4 separate regions of the Mus musculus genome follow, and all the other regions are linked to region 3. Evidence: chromatin contacts called from public Hi-C, HiChIP or PLAC-seq and promoter capture Hi-C data. All regions are on one chromosome and are shown on one strand. Each heading gives the region's core, a stretch centred on a gene start, on an enhancer-like site or on the middle of the called end of the contact. The rest is flanking DNA. Distances are from core to core; before and after follow the strand shown.

Evidence for each region. Promoter capture Hi-C pulls out the DNA fragments that hold promoters and counts their contacts. Hi-C and Micro-C count contacts between places; a contact is called where the count stands out from the background. HiChIP or PLAC-seq counts read pairs in DNA pulled down with a chosen protein or histone mark.
Region 1: a contact with region 3 is called in an H3K4me3 HiChIP or PLAC-seq map of embryonic forebrain, with 4 times the contacts expected there. The contact joins the enhancer-like site here to the promoter of Dnajc24 in region 3. A contact is called at or near these places in 11 of 39 promoter capture datasets (3T3-L1-derived adipocytes, the C10 cell line, the HPC-7 cell line and 6 more), 1 of 15 datasets of contacts at CTCF or cohesin (the NIH/3T3 cell line), 15 of 484 Hi-C or Micro-C datasets (B cells, LSK cells, Sertoli cells and 10 more), 8 of 115 datasets of contacts at active chromatin or transcription factors (bone marrow-derived macrophages, embryonic forebrain, embryonic hindbrain and 5 more) and 5 of 9 other capture datasets (adipose tissue, embryonic tail, embryonic trunk and 2 more).
Region 2: a contact with region 3 is called in a promoter capture Hi-C map of embryonic stem cells, with 4 times the contacts expected there. The contact joins the enhancer-like site here to the promoter of Dnajc24 in region 3. A contact is called at or near these places in 10 of 39 promoter capture datasets (embryonic stem cells, epiblast stem cells, hippocampal neurons and 3 more), 2 of 484 Hi-C or Micro-C datasets (embryonic stem cells and myocytes), 3 of 115 datasets of contacts at active chromatin or transcription factors (astrocytes, embryonic stem cells and neural tube) and 3 of 9 other capture datasets (adipose tissue, liver and pancreatic islet).
Region 4: a contact with region 3 is called in a Hi-C map of olfactory sensory neurons, with 2.2 times the contacts expected there. The contact joins the enhancer-like site here to the promoter of Dnajc24 in region 3. A contact is called at or near these places in 1 of 39 promoter capture datasets (hippocampal neurons) and 4 of 484 Hi-C or Micro-C datasets (cerebellar granule neurons, cerebellum, cortical neurons and 1 more).

Annotation. Positions count from the first base shown.
Region 1 is chr2:105,688,475-105,694,226 of GRCm38.p6, forward strand. It overlaps Pax6 (paired box 6), which reads left to right. Exons shown (of 12, transcript NM_001310144.1): 7 at 3,091-3,249; 8 at 3,720-3,802; 9 at 3,996-4,146; 10 at 4,263-4,378. Among named protein-coding and RNA genes, the nearest start is that of Pax6, 16 kb to the left of the region's middle. RefSeq lists enhancers at 1-310, 1,453-1,953. Within about 2 kb of position 1,732, at least 21 of the 459 cell types and tissues checked have an H3K27ac peak or open chromatin away from gene starts, as enhancers often do. A contact at or near this core is called in cerebellum, embryonic forebrain and embryonic stem cells, where this site is marked.
Region 2 is chr2:105,509,652-105,514,785 of GRCm38.p6, forward strand. The region is part of intron 1 of 4930527A07Rik (RIKEN cDNA 4930527A07 gene); the gene reads left to right. Among named protein-coding and RNA genes, the nearest start is that of 4930527A07Rik, 36 kb to the left of the region's middle. Within about 2 kb of position 1,735, at least 10 of the 459 cell types and tissues checked have an H3K27ac peak or open chromatin away from gene starts, as enhancers often do. A contact at or near this core is called in embryonic stem cells, where this site is marked.
Region 3 is chr2:106,001,494-106,006,633 of GRCm38.p6, forward strand. It overlaps Dnajc24 (DnaJ heat shock protein family (Hsp40) member C24), which reads right to left and starts at 2,056. Exons shown (of 5, transcript NM_026992.3): 1 at 1,601-2,056; 2 at 436-582. The coding sequence starts at 543.
Region 4 is chr2:106,315,160-106,320,878 of GRCm38.p6, forward strand. The region is part of intron 6 of Dcdc5 (doublecortin domain containing 5); the gene reads left to right. Among named protein-coding and RNA genes, the nearest start is that of Gm36036, 92 kb to the right of the region's middle. Within about 2 kb of position 1,467, at least 1 of the 459 cell types and tissues checked has an H3K27ac peak or open chromatin away from gene starts, as enhancers often do. A contact at or near this core is called in olfactory sensory neurons, where this site is marked.

The sequences.
Region 1 (5,752 bases), core at 482-2,981, 310 kb before region 3:
TTTTTCTTTTCTGTTTCCCCGCCTCTCCCTCTCTCTTTCTCTCTCTCCTCTTCTTCTTCCAGGAAACAAATCCTATCCCCTGCGTCAGATGGTCCTGGGGCTGGGATAATGGGAGGCGCTTTCACTCTTCTCTGGGATTAGCCTGGGAGGTGCACGGCGCCCATTGAAGGTCCCTTCTTTGCGCCGCTAGGAGGGGACGCCTTTTAAAGGAGATATCTTAATTGTCTGCCACTTAAGTTTATCGTGTGGGGGAATTAGAAAGCTCTAACTTCTATTTTTAGTTTCTTAAAAGATTTAAGGGTGGAAGGTAAAGCCACCAAAGGCGGGGGTGGGGTTGGGGGGAGGGAGCAAAAAACCCTCCAGCTCTATCTAAGTGAGCACTCAGTCACCTGGCTGCAAACACTTGCTACTTTTAAAGTAGTGAACACATTTTCAGGGTTGCTTTCTGGGCTGGTTAAGAGGCGGCGGCAGCGGGCGGGCAGGCGGCGGTGAATCCCGTAGCGTTCTCTAACTCCACTTTTAAAAAGAAGCAGCAAAACGGGGTTTAAATGCCATTTTCCTGCTCCTCTAGACTTTTTTTTTTTTGTCCCTAAATATCATTTTTCAAGGTAGCGCAAATCCTAGGTTTATGTAACCAGCACATGCTAATCTATAAGTAGTGCCTGAGCGTGGAGGACTGTCAATATAACCCCCATGCTTTAAAATGAAGAGGATGTCCAAGAAGCAGATGAGAATAGAGAAACGCTATGTGCTGGCGTCTTCAGAGGGAGACCCCCAGCTTTGTTTAATTGACAAGATCTAACGTGCTAGAGAAGGGACAGGGCTTTTCTTTTGGGTGGAGGCATAAGTGACCAGGCAGGATTGTGTTTTCCAAAAGCAGTAACCGATGGACTTTTTTAGTAGTTCCAACGGGGTGGGGTGGGGTGGGGGACAAAAATGTATCCTCCTTCACCGAATCCGACAATAAAAGGGAAAAGGAACAGGCTCTCATCATTTTCCCCCCTGGGTGGGGGGACCACTTTGAAGAGTCCTCAAGAGACCTGGGGCAGCAAATTAGTACAGCCACTTGTGCCCCTACACGTGAGTTCGGCGCGTCTCCTTCGGCAGGCGACCCTCCCCTCCCCCATTCATCTGAAGTAGGGCAAGATGCCTGCGGCTTGTTTACCAATACACGCTCCCTCCTCCTTTTCCTTTTCGTGGTTTTCTCCCTTCTCCGTCGACTCTCCAGTCTCTTTTTCCTCAACATTTCCCCTCTGTCCCTTCTTATCCTTTTTGACCACCATCTCTTTGGAGCCCTCCATCTTTCTCTGCCCCTCCCCCACACCATCCTTCCTCTTTAGCTTCTCTCCTTTAGCCTCCCCTCAGCCCCAGCTCTGGTCCCCATCCACCCTCCCCACTTCCCTCCACCCCCTACCCTGGCCCCCCATCCACCCCCCCCACACCCCCCAGCCAAGCGCCCTAAATAGCACCGCGGCGCCCGCTCTCCGGACAGTGATTAATGATAGCAGTGCAGAGGGGTTAACACACTTCGCTGAAAAGTCTGTTGACTGAGCTTCTTGTAACACAATGTGGCCCGCTGCACGCCTCGAGAGAATCCTTTTGTTGTCCGTGCTTATTGTGGCCTCAAAATTCTGCCCACGAAAGTTTGCCAACGCTCCTGCCCCAGGAGTTTAATAGTTTCCCTTACTCGCGGGGCATTGTGTGGTGCTGAAAAGCAGCCCCTCGCTATTCAAGTGTTGGTGGTCATCTCAATAGATCTCCAAGGGCCCATATGGTGGCCAGTGCCGATGAATCCGCCTGTTTAAATGGGGGAGAAAGTTGGGGTTTTAAAACATTTCAAAGTTCCTGAAAAGATCCCACTAGATCCTGTCACAATTCCCTGAACGCTTTGAAGGCGCGGCCTATTGTCTCCTGGTTATAAATGATATTCCTGGCCAAGTCGATTCCCACAGAGGCCTGGCGCCCCCTCCCCCCAAACTAGCCAAGTTTCTAGGATCCGGAGAGAACAGTTCTTGTTGGTATCCCGTGGGGGCCACAGGCCTCAGGACCCAAGACAGCCTGCAGTGCCCTGGGAAGCCCAGCCAAGGCCTGAGTCCTTTCCTTCCCACAGGCTGCCGCCTTGCCCGAAAGGTGCACAGCAGAGCCGGTTAGCCCAAGTGCACAGCTCTTCACCAAGCGCAAAGGAAAACAATGAAACTTTCCCTGTTTAATGATAGAAATTACATTAAAAGTGGTGGAAATGCCCTAATTAAAAATGTACCACTTAAATGATATGCCAAGGACTCAGCTGCAGCTTAGCATATTTAGCTAGTTAGTGAACTCTCCGCCGTCTCTCTTTTAAAATTACACGTTAAAAATTTAAAAGAAATCTTACTTTTCTCTGGTGCAACACATTACAAAGAATGGACAGTCCTTTTATCTAAATATAAAATTCCATTTTCAGCAATTATAGCCTGTTCTTGGTGATGATATAATTACAGCTGTGCTCGTAATAGGTGTCAAGGCGAAACACACTCACACAATGGTTGAATAAAACTGCAGAACAATGCAAGCACTTCTAAATTCACAACCTTTAAAATGAAATTGACTGTGCAGAATTCAAATAAAAACTAGATAAATATTTTTTTAAAAAGATTACAAGCTTGGTTTGGTTTCTTAATAGCATTTTCTACAAACCTATCAACATCTAATTGATTAGATAGGAATTACTGATTATAGATCAGCTGAAATCGTGCACATCACTCTATTTTCCCAACACAGCCATAGGTAAATACTTTCTGTAGGGCAAGGGAACTGGATGTGGAGTCAGAGTCGGCAGGGAAAGATCATTTTGCCTGGAAACTTTTTGGCTTGCTTTGTCATTCAAAGAGACCTTGCGAGAGCACTGTCAGGTCTCATCTAAATGAAAACCAAGGAATGTGACTCAGGTAACTGGTGTCATTCAAAGAAGGCTACCATCTGACTAACTTAGGAAGGCTTTGTGGAGGCGCAGATTACCCAGTCCTCGGAGTTTCTAACTGTGCCGAGTCCCATTAGGAGCCCCCCCATGCCGTTCCGATTTCTCTTATTGTCCTATTCTTTTTGTTGCAGATGGCTGCCAGCAACAGGAAGGAGGGGGAGAGAACACCAACTCCATCAGTTCTAACGGAGAAGACTCGGATGAAGCTCAGATGCGACTTCAGCTGAAGCGGAAGCTGCAAAGAAATAGAACATCTTTTACCCAAGAGCAGATTGAGGCTCTGGAGAAAGGTGACTGGGAAATTTCCAAAGCAGAGAAACCTTAAATCAAAGGAAATGCCACAGCAAAAGCACAAAGGGCTAAATTTAGCTAGGGCTCTTTGCATAAAGGATGAAAAGCCCCCCCCCCCCACTTTTCAGTGTGTGTGTGTTTTTTTTTTTTTTGTGTGTGTGTGTGTGCGCGCATATGCATTTTCTCTCTTCTTTTCACACACCAGCAAACTGAAATATTACAATTCTGACAGACAAAGGAAATGATGACCTATCTGACTGTCTTAGGCCACAGATAAGGACAAACACTAAATGTCATTCCAAAGAAAACTTGCTCCTGGTGGGAAAGTTCTTGCTAGTACAGTCAGCACACTGTCAAGCTGTCTGATTGGCTGGATGAGATGGGAGTTGGGTGTTAAAAGCTAGGTTGATCCAGTGTCTGAACTATCTTGTGTTCTGGTATAATATATAAAATCAACTTACTCTTTCAGAGTTTGAGAGGACCCATTATCCAGATGTGTTTGCCCGGGAAAGACTAGCAGCCAAAATAGATCTACCTGAAGCAAGAATACAGGTACCTAGGGACCATGTGGTTTTTATGCACTGGGATGCTTATATTTTGCCTTGGCTGTATACCAGTCACTGATATAATCATGGTCAGGTTTGCAAAGACTCCCTTGTTCTAGGGTAAGGGTGGGGATGGAGGGCTTTTTGTTTGTGGCCGAGTGGTAGCAAGCATAGGGCTAACCTGTTCTGTGCATTTCCAGGTATGGTTTTCTAATCGAAGGGCCAAATGGAGAAGAGAAGAGAAACTGAGGAACCAGAGAAGACAGGCCAGCAACACTCCTAGTCACATTCCTATCAGCAGCAGCTTCAGTACCAGTGTCTACCAGCCAATCCCACAGCCCACCACACCTGGTAACTTGAAATCCCACCTGCCAAGAACGGTTCTTAACCTTGCCTGCCCTTGACTTTCTCTTGCCTTGTAATGAATGACCTTGCCCTCTCTCTGTCTCTTTTCTCTTCCTCTGCAGTCTCCTCCTTCACATCAGGTTCCATGTTGGGCCGAACAGACACCGCCCTCACCAACACGTACAGTGCTTTGCCACCCATGCCCAGCTTCACCATGGCAAACAACCTGCCTATGCAAGTAAGAGAGGACGGTCACCTGCTGCACAGGGCAAGGGATGGGTTCAGGCTTGCAGACCCCATTCATTGCATTTACTCCCTTGGGAGTCCTTCTTGTGACAGTGATTAGCTTGACCAGTCAACTCTGAGACAGTCAATCCAACCTCTTTTAGCTGATTGATTGACTGATTGATTGATTCATGCCCTTGGAAAACAAACACTCTATCTGTTCAGTCAAGTTAATGTGCCTTTCATCATTATGTTAGCTGGAGAAGGCCGGGCGGGCGGGAGTGAGGTCGCTTTCGGCTACCAGGGATGTTTGTATCAAAGTAGAAATAATTCGGGCATAATGAAAGGTACTAAAGATGTTGGCATGTAAAAAGTTTAGGTTTACGTTAGTGGGTTTGTATTAATAAATGCAGAAGCAGCACAAATATTTTGAGGATTACTTTTTGGTTCCTCTAAGAAGCTAGTGAGGAAGAGGAAAAAGGGAGGGGCAGCTGAAAAGCAAGATTCCTCTTTAGAGAGTGAAATGCATTTAGTAAAATAGGGAAACTAGCTCCTTCTACATTTAAAAGTAAAAATGGAGTAGAAGGTATTTGCTAGAAATCTAATGTGTGTCAGCTGTAGCCGATGTGACAGGTCAGTGGTAACCCTTGCTGCCTAGGGAGCTGGAGGGCATTCTTCCTATAATACCCTGGCCCGTGTTCTTAGGGGTTGGTTCTGGACCAAGCTGGCATGGCCTAGTGTAAGTTCTGCATGACTCCTGGTATGTGCTAGATCACTGTTGCTTAGAGGATTCTGATGTCTTAGGAACATCAGCAAGTCCTAAGGCTCCTGCTGTACGACCATCAGATATGCCTGCTGGTATACGACTGGAAGCATGAGCCCTGCTGGAAGCAGTTCGGGGGAGGGGGTTCTACAGATTACTTAGCCTGTACTGAACATCTTTTGCCAGGCTTGGAATTCAAATAACAGCAAAATAAAGTCTCTCAGTCTTCAGGCCTAGAACTGGATAAGCGGTGCCGGAGGACATATTCCCCTGCTTCTTTTCTATGGCATCTGTCTTTTATTGGACATAGTGCAACTGATGTAAATGAAGGGGCCAGCAGCCCATTAAGTGGGTATGGCTACAACTATTTTGGAATTTCCCAGAAGTCACTTTGCCTAGAGGAAGTGATTGCAGGAATTAGAAGCAAATGCAAGCTGAAGTTCTGGCAGGGCCCTTTAGGCCTGTTTGCCTTTTTGAACTTGACACGAGCAGTCATCAACAGACTTTAATGAGGCCATTGAGTAGCTTGTGCACTTTTATATATTCTAGCAACTTCTAGGTTTCTATGAGGGTGACATAATGTGCACATGGTAAAAAAAAAAAAAAACAAAAACCCAGAAATAA
Region 2 (5,134 bases), core at 485-2,984, 490 kb before region 3:
AACAACTCCTCAGTTTATGGAGGGTTGAAACCTATATTCTGCCCTCCAATGTCAGACAGAGCTGCCTGTGAAAGCCTGCAGGATTGCAGGGATAGTGGGGTGGGGAGGGCTGTTCACAACTTAGCCTTAGGACATAGCTACAGAGTGACTCCCTGCAAGACTGTCCACTTGGCCCCTTGGCACCAGACCTGCAGCCTTTGTCTGACTGGGGAGCATGTTGGGAGTGTAGTAGCTTCAAGGATACAATAATAATGTGGGAGAGATCAGAAATGAGAGCAACGACCTCAGATATCCTAAAGGTGTTAGAAAGACAGGTTGCTGGGGTTGGTGAGATGGCTCAGCAGGTAAGAGCACTGACTCTTCTTCCAAAGGTCCTGAGTTCAAATCCCAGCAACCACATGGTGGCTCACAACCATGTGTAATGAGATTGGATGCCCTCTTCTGATGTGTAGAAGACAGCTACAGTGTACTAATGTATATTAATAAGTAAATCTGTCAGAGAGAGAGAGAGAGAGAGAGAGAGAGAGAGAGAGAGAGAGAGAGAGAATGCTTAGTCTAGGTGGGCTTGGATAAGACCCCAAGAGAGTATGGTGGCCAAACTCAAAGCTTCAGAGGAGAACAAAGCTTTCCTAACCATAATTTTGCATAACTGTAATTTTGCTACTGTTAAGGGTTGTAAATGTTTAATACACAAGATATCTGATGCACAAACCCTTTTGTGGTCATGATTCACATGTTGAGAACTGCTGGTCTTAAGTAAAGAGATTTAGATGCCTCCTCTCAGGTAAATCTAAGAAAAGGGAAAGGGCAGGAAGGAAAGAACAAACAGACCGAAGAACGAGAGAAAGCCCCCAGAATCCACCTCGTGTCTCCCTCCTCAATGCTGAAGCTACTCTGGACTTATAGGACATGAAGATAAAGGCACTGAGGTTTCGGTCTGTGTGGTGAGAGGAGGGTCAGGAGGTAAGGGCAGAAACAATGTATGTAGGCTCTGGAGTTAGACCACTAAACAGAAGCCACAGCAGATACTGTGGCAAAGACTTCAAACTATCACAGGTTGTAAAAATGGCTGGGGTCCATTTCAGTATCTCCCAGGCACATGAGATTCTGAGTGTCGGCTGGCCAAGGAGAGCAAGCTTAGCAGAGAGCTCTGAGAAACTCTGACAATACCCATGCTCCTCCCACCCTGCACCTCCCAACTCCCTTCTAGTATCATGGCCAAGAGGAAGGAGAGCGTGTGACATTCAATTCAGGAATGACCAGCCTGCCCCAGGAGCGGAGGTCTGTGATAGGTCTGGAGCTCTGGGGGAAGTTGTGGTGCTGCCTGATGCTGGCCAATGAGAACAAGTGTAACACTGGGGCTATTGGCTGCAGGGTGGCCCTCTGATAGGAGAGTTCAGAAAAAAAGGAAAGTGTCTTCCTAACTTGAGTAAGGAGGGATGGAGGTCAGGCAGTGGGACAGGAAATGGCTGAGAGTGGGTGGGACTTGCACTCAAGCTCCTGTCCTATTGAACAACAAGTGTGTAGCTCACAAGGAGAACGAATCCTATTTCTAGGGCCACGGAGCACACCTCCACACAGTCTACAGCCGCACAATTTCTGAGCGCGTTCATAAGGTCTGCTGGATAAAGTCACCAGAAAGGGTTGAGAAGAAAAGTAGAGGCCCAACGCACCCGCAGAGCACACCTTGTCTAGTTTCTTCTTTCTGCTCAGAGGCTGACACCGTGAAAGAGGTGGATTACCACGCCTGCCCCCAGATCATCCGAGCAACCCAGAGGCTGACACTGCCCAGAGCTCTCCATGGAAAGAGGGTGCTTTTTTTCTCTCTCTCTCTCTTTTCTTCTTCCTTCTCCTGTGGATTCACAGTCAAAAAAGGTGGGAGGGGCCGTGGTTCTGTGGAAACTCTCCTTACCTGCTCATCGACTCTGCGATTATTATCTCCTGCCTGGATGGGGATGGAAAGCAGGCATTTCCCTTGGAAAAAAAAATCACCTCTGTGCTCTCACTCAGCTTCTTAGGAAAGTGGCCACCTGGGTGTTGACAGTCTACTCAGTGGTGTGCTTAGACATAATCCTTCATTATAGGAACAAATCAAATATCTTGTTATTAGCCCAGAAACATGCCAGTGCATGCCTTGCTTCCATGGCCGTGTGCCGCTGAGGACTCAGGACCGTGGCTCCTCTGCCCTGGGGCCATGACTCATTATGTTCCCTCTAGAGACCTCTCATTCTGATTGGCAGCTCTGCAGTCCCTTAGCAGGAGCGAGATTCCATTTGGTTCCTGCTTTGCCTAGAGGGTTGACAGGCCAAGAGGGCACAGGGTTAATTCACTTGCCCCTCTTAGGTTCAAATCCCACTGCACACAGATATGGATTGGATGGATGCAATCAATTTAGCATTTTCACAGACAGAACCACATCCCACCAGCACCTCCTGGATTCACAGGACACATGCTTGGAGTTGGAAAGAATGGATGAGTCCCGGGGTCAGAGCAATAGAAACTGAATATCCCAAAGTCCATCAATGTTCCCAGATTAATGGACTTAAAGAAATAAATCAACCAAAAATAAAAATAAGTAAGTCTCCCAGGAGCTCTGTTACTCCTCAGGAGATATGAAAGATGTCATTCTACAGAACAAAGTGGCCTAAGCAATCCAATAACTCAGTGGCTTTGTGGGTCCAGCCCATCCAACTTCGATGTCATGTGACTGATGGCCCAGATTCTTTTATATGGTGAAAAGGGAGAAGCCGTCCCTTCTTTCAGCTTTAAACATAGTTAAGAGCTTACTGAATGTAGGGTGAACGGAAGTCTACACTGGGAGAAATGTTCAGGTCTCTCTGGTGTCACTTTATAAAAGCCAACTGATGCAGAGAGTGGCAAGGCGGGTTCCAGAGCCACATTGCCTGGTTTAAAGCCAGTCTCTTACTATAAATAGCTGGAGAAGTTTATCAGCATCTCAGTGCTCAGTGCCCCTGCAATAGAATGAAGGTTGATAGCATTGCCTACCTGCAAGACTGAGATTAAATGAGGGAATACATGCCACTGTAGAGCACATGATTGATTCTTGGGAGATGTGATAACATTAACCACCACTTAGGACAGTGACAATGTCAGAAATCAGGGCACATGAGGGACCCAGATGGGGATTAGTTGGCTTTAGTGTCCTTCAGTGCCCTACCTACCTCTTGATTCTGCTAATAGTCTCCTCTCTCTTCTCTTCTGTCTTCTCTCTCTCTGTTCTCTCTCTGTCTCTGTCTCTCTCTCTGTCTGTCTGTCTCTCTCTCCCTCCCTCCTCTACAGACTAGACGGCAGGAATAAAACCAGTTTAGAATAAAGAATGTTTCTAGATGATTCAGTATCTTCTCTGCCTTGGTTTTCTTCCAGGCACTCTGAGTGCTCCAGTGGCTCCCAAGGCCACTCTAAAGCTCAGGGGTCAAAAGCAAACCTTCTTAGATAATTCAACCCACAACACATCAGGAATGGACCCAGGGAGGACCAGAAAGCTCTTACAGCATACTGAAATATTTCTTAGGCTCTCCAGGCAGCTACAGTTTGCTTTTCTTCTGGAATTTCTCCATGACAGGAAGATTGCCCCAGACCTCACAAATGGAAACCCATGAGGGAACTTTCCTAGGTTGGTTTCCTGTCTCTGTGAAAACCACCATGATGAAAAGCAAGATGGTGAGAGGAGGACTTGTCTCATCTTACAATTTATGTGTACTAGCTCCTCACAGTGGAGTGGTAGGATCAGGAGGCCAGACTGAGATCCAGGGCTTTACCCAGACCAATCAGCTTCAGTCTGGTGACCACTCTATCATAGATCCAGCTTCCCTCAGGCTGCAGCAAATGCAACCCCCACTTTCCTGCTTGCCACGACGACGCTCATTGTATTCTGAGAATCAAGACACCTGTGGTGGATAGTGCTCTAAGAACGCCATGGCTTGGAAGAATGAGCAGGTACTACCAAGTCCATGCTGTGCCCATGCATCTCAGAGTGGTCCAAATGCTGAGGGCACACACTTGTAGAAGTTCTCAGTAATGTTTGGATAAGGCCCTGGACTCTTTCCTAGGTCATTCATGAACAATACCAAGTAGTAGCTCTTCACACTTTGCCCTATTGGACAACACAGTTCTTAAGAGACAGACGAGGGGTGCAAAGGGAGGCATTGTGAATCTCAGCTCTGCCACTAGCTGACAGTGTCACTTGAGCTCTTTTCTCCACATTCCAGAGCCCTGGTTTCCTTTGAAATGTAAAGTTTACATGACCTTCAAGTCTGTGCCAAAGTCTCAAGCTATATGCCCAAAGGTGAGCAGCATCAGAGAGACTTCTTGAAGCATCACTTCCTTTTTCTGTAAACAGCAAAACAACTAAAGATAATATCGGCTCTGTAGCTTGAGTAGACTCACCTGAGTAGACTCACCTGAGTAGACTCACCTGAGTAGCCTTACCTGAGTAGCCTTTAGCACGGAAGCTCCTCTACTTCCAGACCTTCCTTCACCACCCTAAGTATTGGGCTCCAATCAGTTCACTCCTGTTTTAACCTGTGTCTGTAACCTCGGTAGTGGTTTGATCACTCATGCATCTGGTTCTCGAGTGGTAGAACTGTTTGGGAAGGATTGGAGGTGTGGCCTTTGTTGGAGGAGTTTGTCTCTAAGAGCAGGCTTTGAGGTTTCAAAGAACTGGTGCCATCTCTAGTGTTTTCCTCTCTCTGCTTTTCTTGTGGTTGTTTCTCAGGGTGTGAGCTTGCAGGTACTGCTCCAGTGCCATGCTTGCTGGCTTGCTGCCATGTCCCTTGCCAAGATGGTCATACACTCTAACCTTCTGGAACTGTAAGCCTTACATATATTGGTTTTTCTATAAGTTGCCTTTGTTGTGCAGTCTTACCAAGGCAATAGAAAAGTAAGATACTTTCATAAAAAGCATACAGAGCTACAGCTAGACAGTCTGATTTCTCTGTAAAAGAGGCAACTGAGAATTCTGCTTTTCATTTCAGGCTTCCCATATTGGTGTATTAAGATGCAGTGTAATGGCTGGACTGGCTTGAACCACATATTATATACCTCATAGAGTGAGTTCTAGCTTACACGGATCTTCCAGCCTGTAGCCTTAACCTGAAAACCCAGCATTTGTTCT
Region 3 (5,140 bases), core at 806-3,305:
GTGCTCTATCCAATAGCTGACTGTGAGCATCTACTTATGTGTTTGCTAGGCCCCGGCCTACAATTTTACACATAGAATATTACACATTTCAAGTGCTCACTAGTATGGTCGTGGACAGTGGATTTCAACACTTATTAAGTAAAAACGGTTTTAGAGACCCAACATGGATTATTTCAGTCAAAATTATCTGAGACGAATAGAGAAAAGTAATCCAGGTTCTGAGAGTGAGAGAGTCAGGGGATTCTAACTCAGTCACTACCATGCTATCCCACACCTAGTCAAAATCCTTTTCCTCTACTACAAAAATGTTCAAATGAACAAACAAATATCTAGATTCCTATTGATGGAAATGTTTTGAAGCTTAAATTTCTGGTCGCACTGAAAAACAAAAAAAACTGTTTTCCCCACCATGATTTCAAATCTGAAAAGACTTACCAGTAATATGAGTTTCTGATATTTTTGTTTTAGGTCTGACATATTTGCAGATGGGTCTGCACCCAGAATGCTGTACCAATCCTTTTTGAGTGTCTGCTCCAAAGCCATCAGCGTCCTTTGACCTAGAAGGGAGCCTTCTCTGATGACCTGCAGCAGAAATGTTACAGCAATTCATTACAACCAGAATAAAGAAATATTCCTCCTAGATTCCTTACTACTTGAGTAAATTGCAAGCCCAAGAAAGTCTATATTTCCATTTTAAATGTCCCATAAATGCCATGTACAAGGATACAAGGATATAAAGATACTGAAAACCTATTAAATATTTCATGGAATATGCATATCACCTAAATAAATTTACAATGTTATAAAAAGAAATTGATAATGAGCCTGGGTGATGGATAGGCTTCTAAGAAGCGCTGACACCATTGCATACACTAGCAAGACTTTGCTGAAAGGACCCTGATATAGCTGTCACACAGAAGTGGATGCTCACAGTCAGCTATTGGATGGATCACAGGGCCCCCAATGGAGGAGCTAGAGAAAGTACCCAAGGAGCTAAAGGGGTCTGCAACCCTATAGGTGAAACAACAATATGAACTAATCAGTACCCCCCGAAGCTCTTGTCTCTAGCTGCATATGTATCAGAAGATGGCCTAGTCGGCCATCAGTGGAAAGAGAGGGCCCATTGGTCTTGCAAACTTTGTACAGGGGAACGCTAGAGCCAAGAAGTGGGAGTGGGTGGGTAGGAGAGTGTGTGTGGGGGGGGAGAGGGGTATGGGGAACTTTGGGGATAGCATTGGAAATGTAAATGAAGAAAATACCTAATTAAAATTTTAAAAAGGTATTTCTTATCTAATGGCAAAACTGGCATACAGGTGCTCACTAAACACACAGGAGCTTAATAAGTATGTATGAAACGAACAGATAAAAGGAATGGAATACCAAAGAAATGTTAAGGACATACATAGTTCCTGAATTTCCCTGGTTCGCTTCTTTCTTCTAGAGTAAAAATAAAGACGCACAAAATGACAGCACCGCACGGGCTCGGGGAAAGGGGAGTCCTCTTGCTGGGGCAAAGATCCTCACAGCCCATAAAGACGTTGCTCCCGAAGCTATGCACTCCAGGATGCCACAGTCCTCCAGACTTTAGAAACCAACTCACCCTGAAGCAGCCGCAGCTTGGCGGACACGCGGCGTCCACAGGCAGGCGTCCGCCCCACCGAGGCTGTCCCTGCTGATGCCTTCCCCTGGCTCCACACAGCGTCAGACTTATGGCGCTTCACTTTGGAGCAGGAGTCCACTTGCTGCGGCAGCCGGACGGAAAGCGGAACCCACTTTCTTTTCCGCCGGAAGTTGGAGTACAGCGGGAGTACGTTTCCAGTCGCGCCCTAGTTGTTGGTGCACATTACTGAAAGGCCCCGCCTCCAGTCCAGACGCGGCCGCTATGGTAACGCGTCGGGATTTCTGAGGTTTTGTCAACAGTGAGAGGTACGCAGAGAAATGCCTTTCCTCAATTTGCTCTAATTCTTCCTTTGCCCCGACACCACGATTGTTGCATCCCTCTACATCTCCTAAGGTGCACCTTCATCCTAGGTTCCTCTTACTTTACCTTGAGCAACTCCGGTCCTATTTGTTTATACTGGGGACGGGCAGTTGGTGATAAGGATGAGGATGGCTAACAAATTATGCCTAATAATTTCCGTTAAACCTGAACAACTGACTTAAAATATTTTTTAACTGCAAATCCTTTCCCATTTTCTATCTCTTTGTCGCTTTCGCTTCATCCCAGTGAGACAGCTGCGGAAGATGTTGCTAGAACTATTTTGTAGATGAGGAAACAAATCAAGGACAAAGGCCGGGTATATAATTATCCAGGTGTAGAAACAGCGTTCTTAACAGAATGAACTGTGCTGTTGTGTTCTGTCTCTCTCTCTCTCTCTCTCTCTCTCTCTCTCTCTCTCTCTCCCCCCCCCCCCCCCATTGTATCTGGAGATGAGAATCATCTTAGTTTTGAGACCTTAATATGATCTCCCTTGGCAATACAAAGTAGTTTTGGTGTTGCTACTTTCTTAGATGTACTTTCCCTTTTGTCTTATTTCTTCCAAATATCAATTCAAGAAGCACCAAAGATAAAATTAGGTAGGAAATATTCTAATAGGATAAATTATTTACTGTAATGAGCATTGCATGACGTAAGGAAAAACTGCAGAATGATACAGTTGACTTTAAAATCTAAATATAAAAGCACAGATTGGGTTCTCCAATGGATAGATTTTGTCATGTTTAAAGCAAAGACCATTATACAGTGGCAGGATCTAGCTTCATTCCTGGGCTTAGAAAACTATGTGTGTGAGCCTACCAAAATGCATAGTGAGTATTGTGAATCTCTCCCTGTACAATATTATAAGAAAGCCCCCATATACCTTACCTAGCCCTCAAATAATCCTTCTTGACCCTTGTCTGTATACAGAAATATGTTCAAGAAGTCCAATTTTGAGAACAAAAGTTTTGATATACTATTCCATCAGGTTATTGTGTAATTTATTTTCTTTAGCCAGTTTGTTTGATGTTTTTTCATATGAACTCACAAATGCTTTTCATTCTCATCTCCAAGAATTCTAGCATTGTGCACTAAATGAGATGAACTTTTTGCTTTATCTCCAAGGTGTCCTTGGTCAACCTAAGCTGTCAATATTTAATTGATATCATCCAATAAATACATTCTCTTTAACTTTCTCTGTTTCAAAGATGTCTTATCGGTGGTTTGCTTGGGTATGTATTCAGACACTTGAAACATTGAGTCTGGTGGTTCTGTTTCTGAAAATATATTTGGTAAAACTCACTTCTTCACAAACAACTTATTGCTGTTGTTGTGTTTAGTTCATTGAAAAAAAAAACAGATGGCTTGTCTTATAATCCAAATAATTAACATTTGAATAAACTCCTCAAGATGGCTCTGACATGGATCACTAATCATTAATTTCCATTTTAGAACAACATCATTCAATAGAAATATAGCAAACCCCAAATTCAAGCTCTATGTGAGACTTTGAAAATATTATATTTGACATCCAGAATAGTTTCATTATAAAATGGAATAATGTAAATTAGCACCTCTCAGTCTGGACTACCTATTTTCAGTTTCAATAGCCTCATATCATTAATAGCTACAACATTGAGCAAAGCAGGTTTAGAGAATGAAGTCATAACTCTTTTCCAATTGCATTGATTTTTACTGTCCATGCATTTCTATGTGTGGGTATGCCACAGAATGTGCTAGAGGTCAGAGTACAACTTATGGGCATCAGCTTTCTCCTTCTACCATGTGGGACCTGAGGACTGAACTCAGCTTGTCAGAATTGGTAGCACTTGTTTTACGTTCTGAGTTATATCTGCCTCCTAAAGTCCTAGCATTTTATTCTGGCATTAATTTACCTTCTATAGTAGTTGAATCATTAGACAGTACTTCTTTCAACTTCTATGGCAAGTTGTATAAAATACTCATTTGTAATCTTCCAATTCCGTGATGTATTATTGTCTCTAGAGGTATGTATTGAAACTGTTTCCCCCGTGGAATTGCCAGCCTTCTGGAGGAAGAAACCTTTCTTATTTGACAAGCTAAGCACTGGAAGCTGACTTGCTTCACATTTCAAGTTTGAGTGATGGGTTTCTAATCTGGACAAGGTCATACTCCAGGGACAGAGACCCAAGGCCTAGTGGACTAGGGGATGAGAAGATTAAAAGGGTAGGAAATCTGATGTCAGGAGGTCTTGCACAAACTATGTCTTATACCAGTCAATCTTATTAAGAAGTACAGTATCTTATATATGGTTTTAAGGGAGATGGGACACACTTAGCAGAAAGCTATCATACAATAGGATGAAGTCAGCAGGAAGCTTAACAAACAATATTGCACAAAGGGGACAGGCTATCTCAAGTGAATCACAAGGACCTTGGGGCTGATAACCACCGCCTTTTTTCTGGGTGGGGTTAGTTGATTTCTCAGGAAAACCTCTGGTCCTCTAAGACCATGTCTCCATGTTATTACTGGCTCTGCCAAGCATATTCATGGTTTTAGACAAGGAAGGATCTTCCTTATCCACAATCAGGGCCTAAAGAAAGAGGTCCCAAGACCCTGGTTCCAAACCATTACTTGCTCTGCCAAGCATGTTCCTAGATTTAGTTCCTCCTCAGGCCTGGAGAAAACCTTGCATCAGCTTGGTTTCAACAAGCTTCTAAAATAGGTTTGTTTCTTACTAACTTATATTCAGAAGCAAACTTACCCATCACAAACATAAATATAAACCATTGGGTTGGAATGATGGTTCAGTGCTTAAGATGTAGCCTACTAAAGAAAACACTGTACTCATTTAGAGTACTTAGAAGAGGAATTTGTCGCAAATGAGGAATATCGAATGGCTGAGAAACACCTAAAGAAATGTTCAACATCAGGGAAATGCAAATCAAAACAACCCTGAGATTCTGCCTCACATCAGTCAAAATGGCTAAGTTCAAAAACTCAGGTGACAGCAGATGCTGGCGAGAATGTGGAGAAAGAGGAACATTCCTCCATTGTTGGTGAGATTGCAATCTGGTTCAACCACTCTGGAAATCAGTCTGGCAGTTCCTTAGAAAATTGGACACAGTATTACCTGAGGACCCAGCTATACCACTCCTGGGCATATATGCAAAATATTCTCCA
Region 4 (5,719 bases), core at 217-2,716, 310 kb after region 3:
ATACGTCTCAATACAAGGTACTTAAAAAAAAAACACTACTCTCTTTTTCATGCCCACCAAGCTCTTTAGACATATCCTGAGCAGTGATGGTTAAAATCCACTCCATCCATGAAACCCAGACACTATTGCATATGCCAGCAAGATTTTGCTGAAGGGACCCTGGTATAGCTGTCTTGTATGATGCTATGCCAGTGCCTGGCAAATACAGAAGTGGATGCTCACAGTCATCTATAAGTTGGAACACAGGGCCCCCAATGGAGAAGCTAGAGAAAGCACCCAAGGAGCTTAAGGGGTCTGCAACCCTATAGGTAGAACAACAATATGAACTAACCAGTATCCCCAGAGCTGTGTCTCTAGCTGCATATGTAGCAGAAAATGGCCTAGTTGGCCATCACTGGGAAGAGAGGCCCCTTGGTATTGCAAACTTTATAAGGGGAATGCCAGGACCAAGAAACCAAGAAGTGGGAGTAGGTAGGTGGGTAGGGGAGCAGGGCAGGGGGAGGGGATGGAGAACTTTTGGGATAGCATTTGAAATGTATATAAAGAAAATATCTAATGAAAGAAAGAAAGAAAGAAAGAAAGAAAGAAAGAAAGAAAGAAAGAAAGAAAGAAAGGAAGGAAGGAAGGAAGGAAGGAAGGAAGGAAGGAAGGAAATATCCACTCCATAATTCACTGGGTATGCAAATAGAAACATCTTGGAATAATCTCCAACCCCAGACTTCAGACCTCAGGAAACTACTTTTAACTTCCTCCAGCTTCTTTGCTTGTAAGGAGCATATTTCTAGTTTCCTTCAAGGCATCTGCTATAATGACTTGTTGGATGTCATTTTTTCCTATATTTTATCTTACATTGTGCTAGTTTTTGTTTTTAAACAAAATCTTTCCATGTACAAACTCTTAGCATCCTTTTGAAGTGCTGTAAGTTTAGGCTATAAAAATGTTTCAGTGGGTAGCAGACTTGCAGCAGGAGCCTGAAGTCTTGAGTTCAGATTCTAGCACCTACATAAAAGATGGGTGTGGTCACACACCTATAACCTGAGAATGGTGGGGACAGGGAGACAAGAGGACTTCTAGGGCTTGCTGGCCAAGAGCCTAGCTCTAGGTCTGGTTGGAGACCCTGTCTCAAAAGAATAAAAGAGTGAAGGGACAGGCCAGTCAATGTCCTCCTTTTGCCTCAGTGGATGTGTACAGATGCATGCTCCCTGTATACACATAAACACGCATGCCACACAATTCACCACATTCCATTAATGCACATGCAAAATAAAGAAAATCATAAAAATAAGTAACTCTAACTTTCCTGAGGGTTGGACCACATCAAAATTCTTTACATTTCCTGTGATGTCTAGCCTAGGCACACAAAGAGACATATGGATCAATAGACATTATCATCTCCCTTACTTGCAGAAAATAAATATGGAAACTTCAGAGAGTTTATCTGCTAAATACATGACATACCAAAGCTATCCTTTGGGAAGCAGATGCTGCAACCTAGAGTCTCCTGGGAGTTCCAGCCTAAACAAGCACTCAGTAAAAGAGGTCTTATTTTATATTTTATTTTATTTTTCTTACAAAGCTTGCACTTGGTAGAGGCTTTCCATAGCTGCAAAGAGAACTTGCTTTTACACCAAGTATGAAACCCCTGAGTCCAGGAGATAATGATAGGGTTTTAGAGCGGAATATAGATTACTCCTATGGATCCAGAATCTAAATAGCCAGAAAACTCACCCAACTAGAAAAGCAACATAGAGCAGGTAAAAGACATTTTCACAAAACAAACTTCCAAGAGATGTTACGACTGGCTTGGTATCTATTTGTTTTTCCTAGATACATGCATGATGCTCATACCATGAGCCACATAAGCTCATAATAAGCCCACCTGAGCTCCCACTATATGACATAACCTTTTAAAAATCACCTCAATGATCTTTAATTAAATATAATATAAAGACAGATAAATTGTTGAAATAAGTATCATTTTCAGCATCATAATTGAAACAATCTCTCATTCCTACAAATTCCCAATGCCTTGAGGTTGATTATGACTATAGGCCTATTATTCTTGCCTCTTAATTGCTACTAAAATGCAGCTTCTGCTTAATCTAGTTGTCAAAGTAATGTCAAAGACAAAGCTAAGGTGGGTATGAAATAACATAGATCAAAACTTATATTTGTTATTTTATCCAAAAACTCCAAAATAAAATAGAACAATGTTTAATATGTAAAAGTTACTTAATCTCTAAGCTTTAGAATCACAGAACAATAAATGCTTCATTCTTCAGGATCCTGTTTCTGATTTATTAACATAAATTACTTTTTTATATTTAATAGTCAATACATTGTAAGGTAAATACTTAAAACACTTCCTACATTGTTCTGGTAAAAGACTGAAGAGTAATCTTCAAGTTTTCAGCTGTGCATCTAATCTTCTAAATCTTGGGTGGGGTTCAAGGTCAGCTTGTGTGTATTCTGTTGTTTTTCTGAATTATTTCTTTCTTATGTACACAACTTGAACCTTACAATTCTTCTTACCATTCAAATTAATGAGATTTTGGGGGCTATTATCAAATCTCATCAAAGTAGGACATTGTTACTATTGCTTCTACAATTTGTATGTTTATTTTTTTCTTCAGAGTTTGGGCACTTAATGTTGGTCTTATAAAATGAATTTTATCCAAGTCAGTGCATGAAATGTATTATTGCATTGTCTAGAATCATACTGTTCACTGTTTTCGAGGAATTGTGTACCTCAGCCTTAATTATAGACAAATCTATGTGGTCTAATCTAGCGGCTTAAACAATCTTAAAAATGGGAAAGCAATCAGTTAAGTAAAGAAATAGGTCTTTGTATCAAGCAAAAAGTTAACTGATTCCCTTAAGAGTCACGGCACTTGAATTCACATTTGACATGCACGTTTGTAAGCTGCCGCTGATTTGGGTTGGAGTTTGAATATCTATTATTTTTCTAAATCAGACTCAAATTATATATTGCATCATTTTATTACTATGTTCATTACACTGCTTGAGAAATGTTATTGTATCCCAAGAGAGTTTCAAGAGAAAATTCTTTCAACTAGGGTACATTCTGGTCTGTTTTAGTTTGTAACTAAATCCCAAGAGTGTCAAATAATACCTTCCTATCTTGATGCATACAGTCTCACACATATATCTAGAGTTGGCCACAATATCATAGCTTTACCAAAGACTCTGAAAACACCATGTAAAGTGTTACCACTTTCTGTGTCTTCATCAGATGCATTCAATAGGGCATTATGTTGGTGTTATGCCTAAAATGATCAGATTAGAATTAACAGAGTCAATATTGAACTGTATTTCTAAAAGAAGATACCATTCAACCAAAAATATTAAGGACTAACCTTATTTTCTGTTGCTTTTGGTTCAGACAAAACAGGAAGAATATTATAACTTCAGCCATGTTTTTATGGATGGAGAAGACAATCATCAAAGCATTTTAAGTAGAATTTTGTCAAAAATAGTTAAATAGTCCTCATAGAATGAGTTGCCATGTGGAGTTTATGCCTTACTGTATATTTTCAGCTTGGTTCTTCTACATCTCAGATATTTGTTTTAAATAATGCTTTTATTAGAAATGCAGTACCCTGCTTTACACTGAAGAAAAAGAATGGAAGCTGTTAAATAGGAGCTTTCCAGGCAAGGAAAAGCCTGTTGTGAGTTTTGTACAAGACACTGTCTCCACCTAGTGCTAGCTGTTGAGAATAAGGATCTGAGAACTTTCTAATGCTATGTTCTAATTTATGTTATGCACATGTACTGTCATTATAGCTGGGCTTGCTAGTGCCATTACAGCTAAGGGTCTGTCAGCGCTTCATTTATAATGCAGCATATTAAGAGGTCTATTGCTTTTACATAAAAGCTCATGCTGCGCTAGAACTCTGCAGTCTAATGGTGTCTGCTCTGTGTGAATGTTGAACAGTGTATGCTGAACTTGACCAGCTCATTTTAAAGACATCCTAATGAGTTGAAGTCACAGAGGCACTATAACCAGAACGATAAATCTGATTCTTTCTTGAAAAAATTTGAGAAATTGGCTAGGAAGTGGATTTTGTTGTTGTTAGATCCAAGCATGTATATAATATAAGTTCCTTACATATGTGAGGTTCGGGTTCTGTATTTGAGTCTTCACACCTGAAGATTAGATAATGCTTCTCAATGTTCTCTTCACTTGAGCAAAAGATGTGACATAAACAATTCAGGGAGCGGGAGATGGAAGCCGATTTCTGACTCACTTTCCAGAAGATAGTAGTCCACTCAGGCAGGGACAGCACAGTGTCAGGAGCAGGTCACCCAGTGGTGGCAGAAACATGTGGCTAGTAGCATCACAGTGACAGACTAGAAGTAGAGAGGCCAAATAAGGAGCTGGCTTACAGCCTTCAAGACCTGCTCCTATGGTACTATATTCTTCAGTTAGGAGCATGTCTGGATGTTCCCACAATATCCCAAACAAGCACTACTTGCTAGGGACCAATTATATAGACACATTAATCTGTGGGAGACATTCAACATCCAATCTATACATTCTATACTGGCCTCCATATGCTCATGGCCATCATTTATAGCAAAGTACATTCTATCCAAGTCCATAAGTCCTCATTTTCTTTTCTTATTTTTTTTTTTTTGTTTTTTGAGACAGGGTTTCTCTGTATAGCCCTGGCTGTCCTGGAACTCACTCTGTAGACCAGGCTGGCCTCGAACCCAGAAATCCACCTGCCTCTGCCTCCCAAGTGCTGGGATTAAAGGCAAGTCCCCATATTCTTAACATTTCACAACCGATTCTATTCAAAACTTCAAAGTCTCTACTGAAACTTGATGCAATCTCTTAACTATGAGTCCCTTTGAACTCTAAAGAAAAAACATTAAAATGAAATACTTGCAATATACAGTGCTACAGAATTCCCCATTTCAGAAGGGAAGAATAGGACAGTAGAAAGATCCAACCAAAAAAAAAAAAAAAATTAAACTCAGCAAAGTAAGCGTCAAGCCCTGGGATTCTGTGTCTGGTATCTAGGGCTTCTGGAAGTCAGCAGTATTCCAGTCACGTGTGAAGCCGGGCCCCAGGCCCGGGCAGCGCCCATGGGTTCTCTCTTGGGCTAACTTTCCTCAGTTTGCTGTTTGCTCAGACAAATGTTCTGTTCCCATCCTGACCTCTCCAACACCTCAGGGGTCTCCAGGGTGTCTTGGGCTTCACTCTCACATCTCTACACACTGGCCTCCAAGGATTCTCTTAGGGAATCCAGCTCTGCTACACAGTCCAGCCCACAGTGTCTTCTTTCAGAACCGTTGGTGTGTGCCTCAACAATGCCATGCCATCTTGCTTTCTTTCTCCCTGCCTGCCCAGGCATAGCCCCGTCCCCTTTCATCATGGCTGCAGCAGGTTCTGTCCATCCCTGGGGAGGGCCCTAGGTAGCTCCTTTGGAACACAACACCTCTGCAGCTCTATATTTCCCCAGAGTCTCCTTTAAAGTGAAAGTTCTTCAAATCAGTTTGCATGTTTGCTCTGTTGGTTGGTGAGATCTTGTCCTCAATGACACACCTTCCCTGTTTACCCAGAGCAAGTGCTTGGTCTATCTCTAATGTGCCTGATCACTTTAACAATTGATCACTTTGCCAACTTTCCTTGTCTACATCTGCAACTCTGACCACATTCATACTTCTTTCCTTACCAAACACCTCCACTTTC